Regions from separate parts of the Sus scrofa genome. Here region 2 is linked to region 1. A link is a contact called in public HiChIP or PLAC-seq data. All regions are on one chromosome and are shown on one strand. Each heading gives the region's core, a stretch centred on a gene start, on an enhancer-like site or on the middle of the called end of the contact. The rest is flanking DNA. Distances are from core to core; before and after follow the strand shown. Region 1 has its middle 6.8 kb from the start of SKIDA1. Region 2 overlaps PLXDC2 (plexin domain-containing protein 2).

Evidence for each region. HiChIP or PLAC-seq counts read pairs in DNA pulled down with a chosen protein or histone mark.
Region 2: an H3K27ac HiChIP or PLAC-seq map of alveolar macrophages shows a contact between it and region 1. The contact joins two enhancer-like sites. A contact is called at or near these places in 1 of 47 Hi-C or Micro-C datasets (embryonic fibroblasts) and 1 of 2 datasets of contacts at active chromatin or transcription factors (alveolar macrophages).

Annotation. Positions count from the first base shown.
Region 1 is chr10:53,321,375-53,325,267 of Sscrofa11.1, forward strand. No RefSeq gene overlaps it. Among named protein-coding and RNA genes, the nearest start is that of SKIDA1, 6.8 kb to the right of the region's middle. Within about 2 kb of position 1,932, at least 76 of the 83 cell types and tissues checked have an H3K27ac peak or open chromatin away from gene starts, as enhancers often do. A contact at or near this core is called in alveolar macrophages, where this site is marked.
Region 2 is chr10:54,663,142-54,667,034 of Sscrofa11.1, forward strand. All of the region lies in intron 2 of PLXDC2 (plexin domain-containing protein 2), which reads right to left. Among named protein-coding and RNA genes, the nearest start is that of PLXDC2, 12 kb to the right of the region's middle. Within about 2 kb of position 1,635, at least 9 of the 83 cell types and tissues checked have an H3K27ac peak or open chromatin away from gene starts, as enhancers often do. A contact at or near this core is called in alveolar macrophages, where this site is marked.

The DNA.
Region 1 (3,893 bases), core at 682-3,181:
GTAATTCAAAACTCTTGTCAAATGATGTTTTCATGATGACGCGTATATATAATATTCCATTAGAGATCAATTCTAATTGGTTTTTAAAAATCCACCTTGGGAAACAGTGCTGTATAATATACAGAGTAGTAATGGGTATTTTAGAAGGAATTTCCGCAAAGTCTATTATAAATCTAAGTCGAAATTACTCTCTTGCCCTAATAAGGTTTGGGCCAAAGGATTTGAAATTATTTCTTCATGAGTTTTCACGCACGATGACTTTGGTCTTGTCTTCAAGACTCTCGAGCACTTGTTGGAAATCTTCGTTTTTTAAAAACCGTGACGCTTGCCAGAAATATTTTTTCCACAAGCCTCACAAAGGAAAACAGGCAGAGTTTCGTAAGTGGCTTACAATTCTTTCTTTCCAAAACGTGATATAAAAGCAAATGACAAGTTTTTCCCTTTGAATTTCACTGTTATTTTGAAAATGCATTTCACGTTAAGAAACCATGCCTGTTTTTGTTAGGGGTAGCTCAAACCAGCCTTTTAAAATCAGACTCCTTGTATACAACAAAGAGCTGAATAATAACAAATAGAGACAGCGAAATGTGCTTTTCCGAACTCCTTTGAATCCCGACATTCATTTACGAATCTATACATTTAAAGAGATTTAAAATAGGTTACGATCGGCTCTAACTTTCCAGATCCAGAAAAAAATTTGCCCGCATTTGTCTCTATCTAGTCATCACTTTACAAACATCTATCTATGCTGCTTTCCCTCTTCTTTTCACGTGGAAGTCGCAGGCTTGCCCAGCTTCCTCCAATTTAGCAGCACGTTGTGAAGCCTCCTTCCTACGCGGTCTGGAGTTGGGAACCACTCGCGATCGGACACACTGATCATAAAACTTGCGGCGCCGACCAGACCCGGCCCGAGCGATGGAGTTCGGGGAGGCGGGGTGGGGGCCGAGCCCGCCCGCTGGACCCCTCCCTCGGGAAGGACGCGCTCGGCGAACAGCGGCGCGCGGGCCGAACAATGGGGGCGGCCGGGCGAACGCGGCCGGGATCCCGCTTCCTCTGTGGCGCCGGCCGCGCGCTCGGCCCCCGCCCACCACGGCCCTCCCCGCCCGCGGTTTCGCGCTAGCACTGCCCGCCGCTGCCTTCCTCCCAAGCTCCGCGGCTCGCGGCCCGGCCGGAACCGGCGCTCGCCCCGCCGCCGCCGCCGCGCGTCTCCTTCCTATCCCCGGCTGGCCTTCCTTCCTCCGGCTGCGACACCGAGGCTCTTCCTTCGGCGACTCCAGCTTTCGCTGCGGCCGCTTTCCCGCTATTTCCTTAACATATTTTCTGAATTTCTCCTTTATTTTCAGAAGTGATTGAGATGTCTCACTTCCACCTTACTTTTGATTTGCTCTTTCCCTCTGGAAAAGATTCCCCCAGGAAAGCCAAACTCTAGAAGGAAATACAGCAAATCCAGTGAAATCTTCAACTTTAAGTACATCTTGTATTCTTTTAATTTTAATGCGTTTATGTCGTCTAACCTGGCAAAAGAACTCTCCCCTCAGTTTTTATTTCCTCCTTTTAAATACTGTTATTTTCAACTTTCCATCAAATGCATTTTGACGAGGGCTGAGAATGTGTCCGGCAGCACGCAGCAAATCAGAGGTTTTATCTTACGCCTCCTGGGACGGTAAAAAAGTGGAACGCGGACGAGGGAGCTTCTAGGGAGGAAAAGCAACACAACTCGCTGAAGACGAAGCCGGGCCAGGCGGGGGGAGGCGCAGCGGGGGTGTCGAGGGCCCTCGGGCTCCGGGCAGGGGAGCTGGTCTGGGGAAGAGAGGAGGTTTTAAATAGCGGGGGCCGGGAGGGCGGTGGGCCCGCGCATGACAGTACTTTATGAGAAAGGATGGGGCAGCGGATGAGATTACTTTGCCTTCTCATCCCCCAAGAAAAAACTAAAGTTGGAGGGAGGCGGAGAGAACAGCCATCATTATTTCCTCCCCACGTTTCCGCGGAAGGGCCGGGGCTGCTGCGGGCAAGGAGAGGGCGCGGGTCGAGGCGGACCAATAGCAGTCAACAGGTCCAGGCCGCGGCCGGGCAACGGGGCCGGGCCGCCCGGCACCCCCCCCCCTCGTCTCCCCTTTCCCCCCTTTCCCCTCCCCTCCCCCGCAGGCCCGGCCCGGCAGGGGAGGCCGGCTCTGCACTCCCCGCCCCACTCGCCCCGACTGCGGCCTCCTCGGCCGGGACTCTCGGGGTGGGGGTGGGGCGGGGGTTCCCTGCCGGAGAATCCTCCCCCGGGGCTGGCGGCAGGGGGAGGGGATGGAAATCGGGGAATGGAGGATTAAGAAGGACTCGAGCTCGGCACGAGCGCGGCCCGCGCGAGGGATCCTGGGTAAAAAGTGGCCGCGCGGCACTGGGAGAGCGCGGAGAGGAGCCGGGGTCAGAGGTCAGGGCCCTGGAGCCCTGCGTGCGGAGCCCCCCACGTGAACGCTGCGAGCTGGAGGAACCTTTTTGTTTTCCACCGCGCCAGCATGCTCCCCTATTGACCGAGCTGCTTTTCCCGGGCCGCTGGAGAGAGAAGCTCCATCCCGGATCTCCAACCCCACCCCCCTTCCACCGCCAACACACAACCCAACTCTACCCTTCCTCTCAACTCACTTCCCAGCCCCCCGTACCGGGCTTGCAATAACGCAGTAAATTTGCTTTAACAACAAGTGGGGGTGGTTGCATTTACTCCTCCCTCTCCTCTCTCCTCCCCCTCCTCTAGCTGCGGCTCTTGACACTACTACAAACCAGGACTATAAACATAAACATGTGTCACTGTAACTGGGCAGGTAATATACGGATTTGGGAGTGGGGTGGAGGGGGGGCTTGGTCGCCGCTTGGGGGGCAGTTAAAATGTGTTTCACGTGCTCGCCGGCTTTGGGGGCTCCCCCACACACACCGATCCATTTATATAATGCCGATGGCACTCGGTCACTTACTCATTCAGCCACACAGACCCACAAAGGCGGACTTGCCGATAACCACCGTACCCAAAAGCAAATACATTTAAATACGCCTCTCCTTTCCCAGCCACCACTGCCATTTCTTCTTTTAGCAAGCAGTAGCGTCAATACTTGAATCCCCTTTCCTTTTAAAAAATTCTAGTCCACATTTAGCAATAGAGAACATTTTTCGAACTAAACAGGACGCCGCTCTCTTCCCATAGACAGTAACCTACACATTTTGTGCACAGAAATCCTTTCAAAAAGCAAGTCAGGCTATTTAAAAGTAAGGCTATTTAAATGACTGAGTTCGAAATCTGTAATGTAAAGCCTCTTTCTTGGGCTTTCCCTTCCTGCATTTAGCAACTTCTGCTCTAAGTTGCTGCGGCTGGAGCTGGAGATTCGCCACAGCCAGCCTTATTATTATTATTATTATTTAGTCTATATTTACTATATTTATTGCCGCCCATCTTTTTTCTCTTTCAGCAAGCCTAGCAACAACTGTTTACGGTAGAGTAAAGCGAATCCCCTCGCAAGCTTTTTGGCTTGAAACGGAGGGAGATTCAGAAAATGTTCAGATGGAGAAGTGGTTCCCTTTGTTCTTTCATTGTTTCTCTACGAACTGGTGGATACAAGGACAAACACTTACCTTCTCTTCTTTTTGCTCCCCAAACCAGACGTTCCCATCAGCCTTAAAATACACAATCCACCTTGAAAGTAACTACGAATGTCGGGAGAGTTTGTATTCCATTCTTTTTCGCTCTCTGCCCTCTTTTAGCGTAGGATTAAGTTGCCGAGCACGTTGCTGCAAGCTGTAGCCCCCCGCCTTAGTGAATCGGTCACGTTTAGGACCCTCTAAGTCCATCCTAATTCTGCCAGTAGAATTGAGGGTATTGGAGCTCTAAACTTTCAAAAAGAAAGGGGCCTGCAACT
Region 2 (3,893 bases), core at 385-2,884, 1.3 Mb after region 1:
TAGGACATATGATAAAAGGCCCAGGTGAACAACACAGGGTCAGAGAGGGCATTCCTAAATGACGGTGAGGTGCTGTTTCCAAAAGGCTGCACATTTCCAAATAATGAGAAGGCACTCTTACCAGAAAAAGAGGGTAAGAGATACTTGGCAGATAAAACTATCAAGTGTTCACTCCATAAAATTTGCATGGAATATAGGAGGAACTTTGGAGAATGTTTCTAGAAAAGCAATAAATAGAAAAACAAGGGTGAGAAAAATGTGTTTGGAGAACTCCGTAAATGCAAGTTGTTGAGAACATGAAAGATGCTAAATGAAATCAATGGAAACTTCAGCAAGTTAGTCACGTTCAAGACCTTCTGGGTACAAATTAATGACTTAACAAAGAATATGATGTGTATAATATTAAGAAATCTTTTAGAATCTTTTTTTGAAAAAAATGTTTAAAAGGCTGCCCAGTAATTTGTAAATAGAAGTCTTATAAGTATCTAGTCTCAGCTTGCATCTTTAGCTTGGAAATACTTGGAAGGCTATTGATGCAAATTTCATGGTTCAATCTCTAATTCCTATTTCATTCATTGTTTATCCATATATATTTTCAAACAATGGAATTCTCTCCATAGAAACAAATGAACCACCTTCAACATTTTAACAGATAATTTAATATTCTGGATTATAAATTGCTAAAATATCCCTTTCTCTGTGCTTCCTGGCTTTAAGTGACTTAATCATTCCTAAACCATCATTTGTAAATGAATTCTCAGTTTCCCAAATGCACATTACAAATTCCTTTACCCTGAAGTCACTCAATCTCTGGTTTGTTTTATACATTTCAATCATGGATATTTAAATCCAATACATCATGTTCAATTATGATTTAGAAATTCTTCCCAAAGAAAGATGTAGAAACAAAATGCAAACAAAACTCTTAGCCTGAGTGATAAATCTGAACAAATATAGTACCACCATACAAGGAGAACACTTAACAAGATTCCTTTATTCTACAAATTTTCAGAGGGCTTCATACTTGGAGCTAGTGATGTAGAGGTGATTAGTCACATGGGGCCTCGCTTTGGTGGCTCACAGTCAAGTGCAGGCATGACTTCTCACTCTTGAGGTGAAGTGATATGATCAGGATGCCCAGAGTGCACTTGCGGAGGCACTCGTCTACAGACTTGGAGCTGGCAGAGAAACACTGAGAAATGGTTCAGGCATGCTGAAACTCAAGATGAAGCTGAGACCTGCAGGACACGTAGCCAAGAAGAGAACGAAAGGGTGCTCCAAGAAGAGGGAAGGCCATGTGCAGCTTCATGAGGACAGAGTGTGTGGGAAACTTGGGAGAGTGGAGGGAGGAAGTGATGGATTTGAACCTAGAGGTAAAAGGATCAGGTTATTGAGGGGTTTGGCCTCTGGTGGCCAAGACTTAGGCACATAGGAAGGCATTTTCAACAGAGAGGTAATGCAGTCAGATTTACACTCCAGAAAGCTCTTTCAGGCTGTGGAATAAAGGCTGGAGTCCAGCAGGATGTTGTTGGAGGGAAGGTGGAAAGCTACTGAAATGAACTAGGCCAGAAAGGATGGTGCCTGCTGGAGCCAGGATAAAGGAACTGCGGATAGGGAGGGAAAGGCAGTCTCAAGTCAAACATCACTGCTTGCTTTTAGGGTAATCAGCTTCTCATTGGTTGTGCCTATTTTACAAACCGCTCTTCTAAAAACAGCTTGACAAAACTGAGATTGCACAAATCTGGCTTCCTGCATAAAGCTGTTTTGCAATGTCCAGACAATGAGACTATCATCTGCAGGATGACTTTGAATCATGCTTGTTTTTAAAAAATCTGAAATGAACAACAGATGTTAAAAAGATAATGAAGGCTAAATAACAAAGAAATAAAACAGCCTGCCCGGCTTGTCCATTCACTCCTGATTAAAAAATATCCAGATCAGTATGCATGAGCTCAGAGCAATGGCCAGTCATAAACTGTGCTGAGATGGAGGTGAAATTAGGTTTTGCAAATCAAGCAAGTTATAAACCTCTAATTTATAAAAGCCTACAGTTTAAATAAAATCATAAAACTATTACCTCTAACTGGTAACAAGCTGTAAAGTATACTCTCTTTCGATGTAAATCTGCCATGGAATTGATTATTAGTTAGCTAAACAGCAATCATTAAGGAGAATCCTAAATCTACACGATGTTACAATTCTCATCAGAGAGGATTCTTAAGAAGCAGCAAACTTGAAGTCTTGCTTGGAACTGCTATGCTGGTCCAGAAGATAAGTTACTCAAATGACACTGTAAAAATGTCATTTTCATGTATTCTTTGCCTGGTGACCACCTCTCATACATAGTAGTTCCTAAGAAGTTAGGAATTCACTTTTTTTTTTTCCTTAATTGAGTTGTTCATTTTAATTAACCTATGGTTTCTCCTTGTTATTTCCTAAGAAACAATTAGATGTATAGTTAGTCTCATGGTGTGATCAAGAAAACAGCCCTAGCCCTCAATCTAAGGACATTGGTTCAACTAAAAAAGGTCACTCGCCTAATAACGGCTATTAACAATCTGCTACAAAGCGCAGTGGTACTTGTTCTGGCTTTTAGCTGTTGTGGAAAAAAACCTAACATTGTCTCCAAGGTGTTTCGAAATGGAAATCTTTACCAAATGACCCTGAGATGTAATGTGACTTCAATCAAAAGTTCAACAGTTTCTAGTGAAACCTGAAAAGTTTATTGTAAGATAGATATGGAAAAGCTAAGAGCCTTCTAGAAGAGCAAAGACACTTCTGGAGATCAAGAACAGGGGGACAGCTTTGTCCATCAGACACAGATGAAAGTAATTACGACAATGTAATAGCCGCAGAGGGATAATTATCAAGGCCCCACTTGCCTTTATCTTTGAAGTTTTTATCTTGGAAGATCTACTTGGGCTTATCCCAGATTTTATCTCTTAGAGCAGAACATTCACACGGCCGATAACCCATGGAGTCTACCTCTAAAACAGAAGTCCCACATATGAACACAGAGAGATGTGTGCAAGGATATACACAGCATGAGTGTTCCAAACACCACAGCTGGGCGAGGGAAGTTAAGAGGTGCAAACTTCCAGTTACCAAATAAATGAGTCAGTGTGGGGAATATAGTCAATAATTATGTAACAGGGCGGGGAATTGAGTCAATAATAGCATAACGTCTTTGCAGGGTGACAAAGGTGATTAAAAGGTACAAACTTCCAGAATAAGATAAATAAGTACTAAGGATGTAATATATGACATGGTACATATACGGCTGTATGTTATATATGAAAATTCTTAAGAAAGTAAGTCTTGCATTATTTTATTTATTTTTTTGGTCTTTTTGTCTTTCAGGGCTGCTCCTGTGGCATATGGAGGTTCCCAGGCTAGAGGTCCAATCAGAACTGTAGCTGCCAGCCTACACCACAGCAACTCAGGATCTGAGCCACATCTGCGACCTCCACCACAGTTCAGTTCACGGCAACACCGGATCCTTAACTCACTGAGCAAGGCCAGGGATTGAACCCGTGTCCTCATGGCTGCTAGTCGGGTTTGCTAACTGCTGACCCACAAAGGGAACTCCAAGTCTTGCATTCTTTTCACAGGGAAAAAAAGTTTTTGCCTTTCATTTTGTATCTGTATGAGATGATGGATGTTCACTAAACTTTTTGTGGTAAACATTTCATGTTGTAAGTCAGTCAGATCATTATGCTGTACAGCTTATATTTACACTGTGCTATATGTCAGTTATATCTCAATAAAACTAGAAGAAAAATAACATGCTACTACTCCATTAAAAAAAGTACTTGTTTTTTTGTTCATGGAAGATTGGATAAACCAGTTGTGGAAAAATAACTGGAAGACCGGATAAATCAATTTTGGGATAA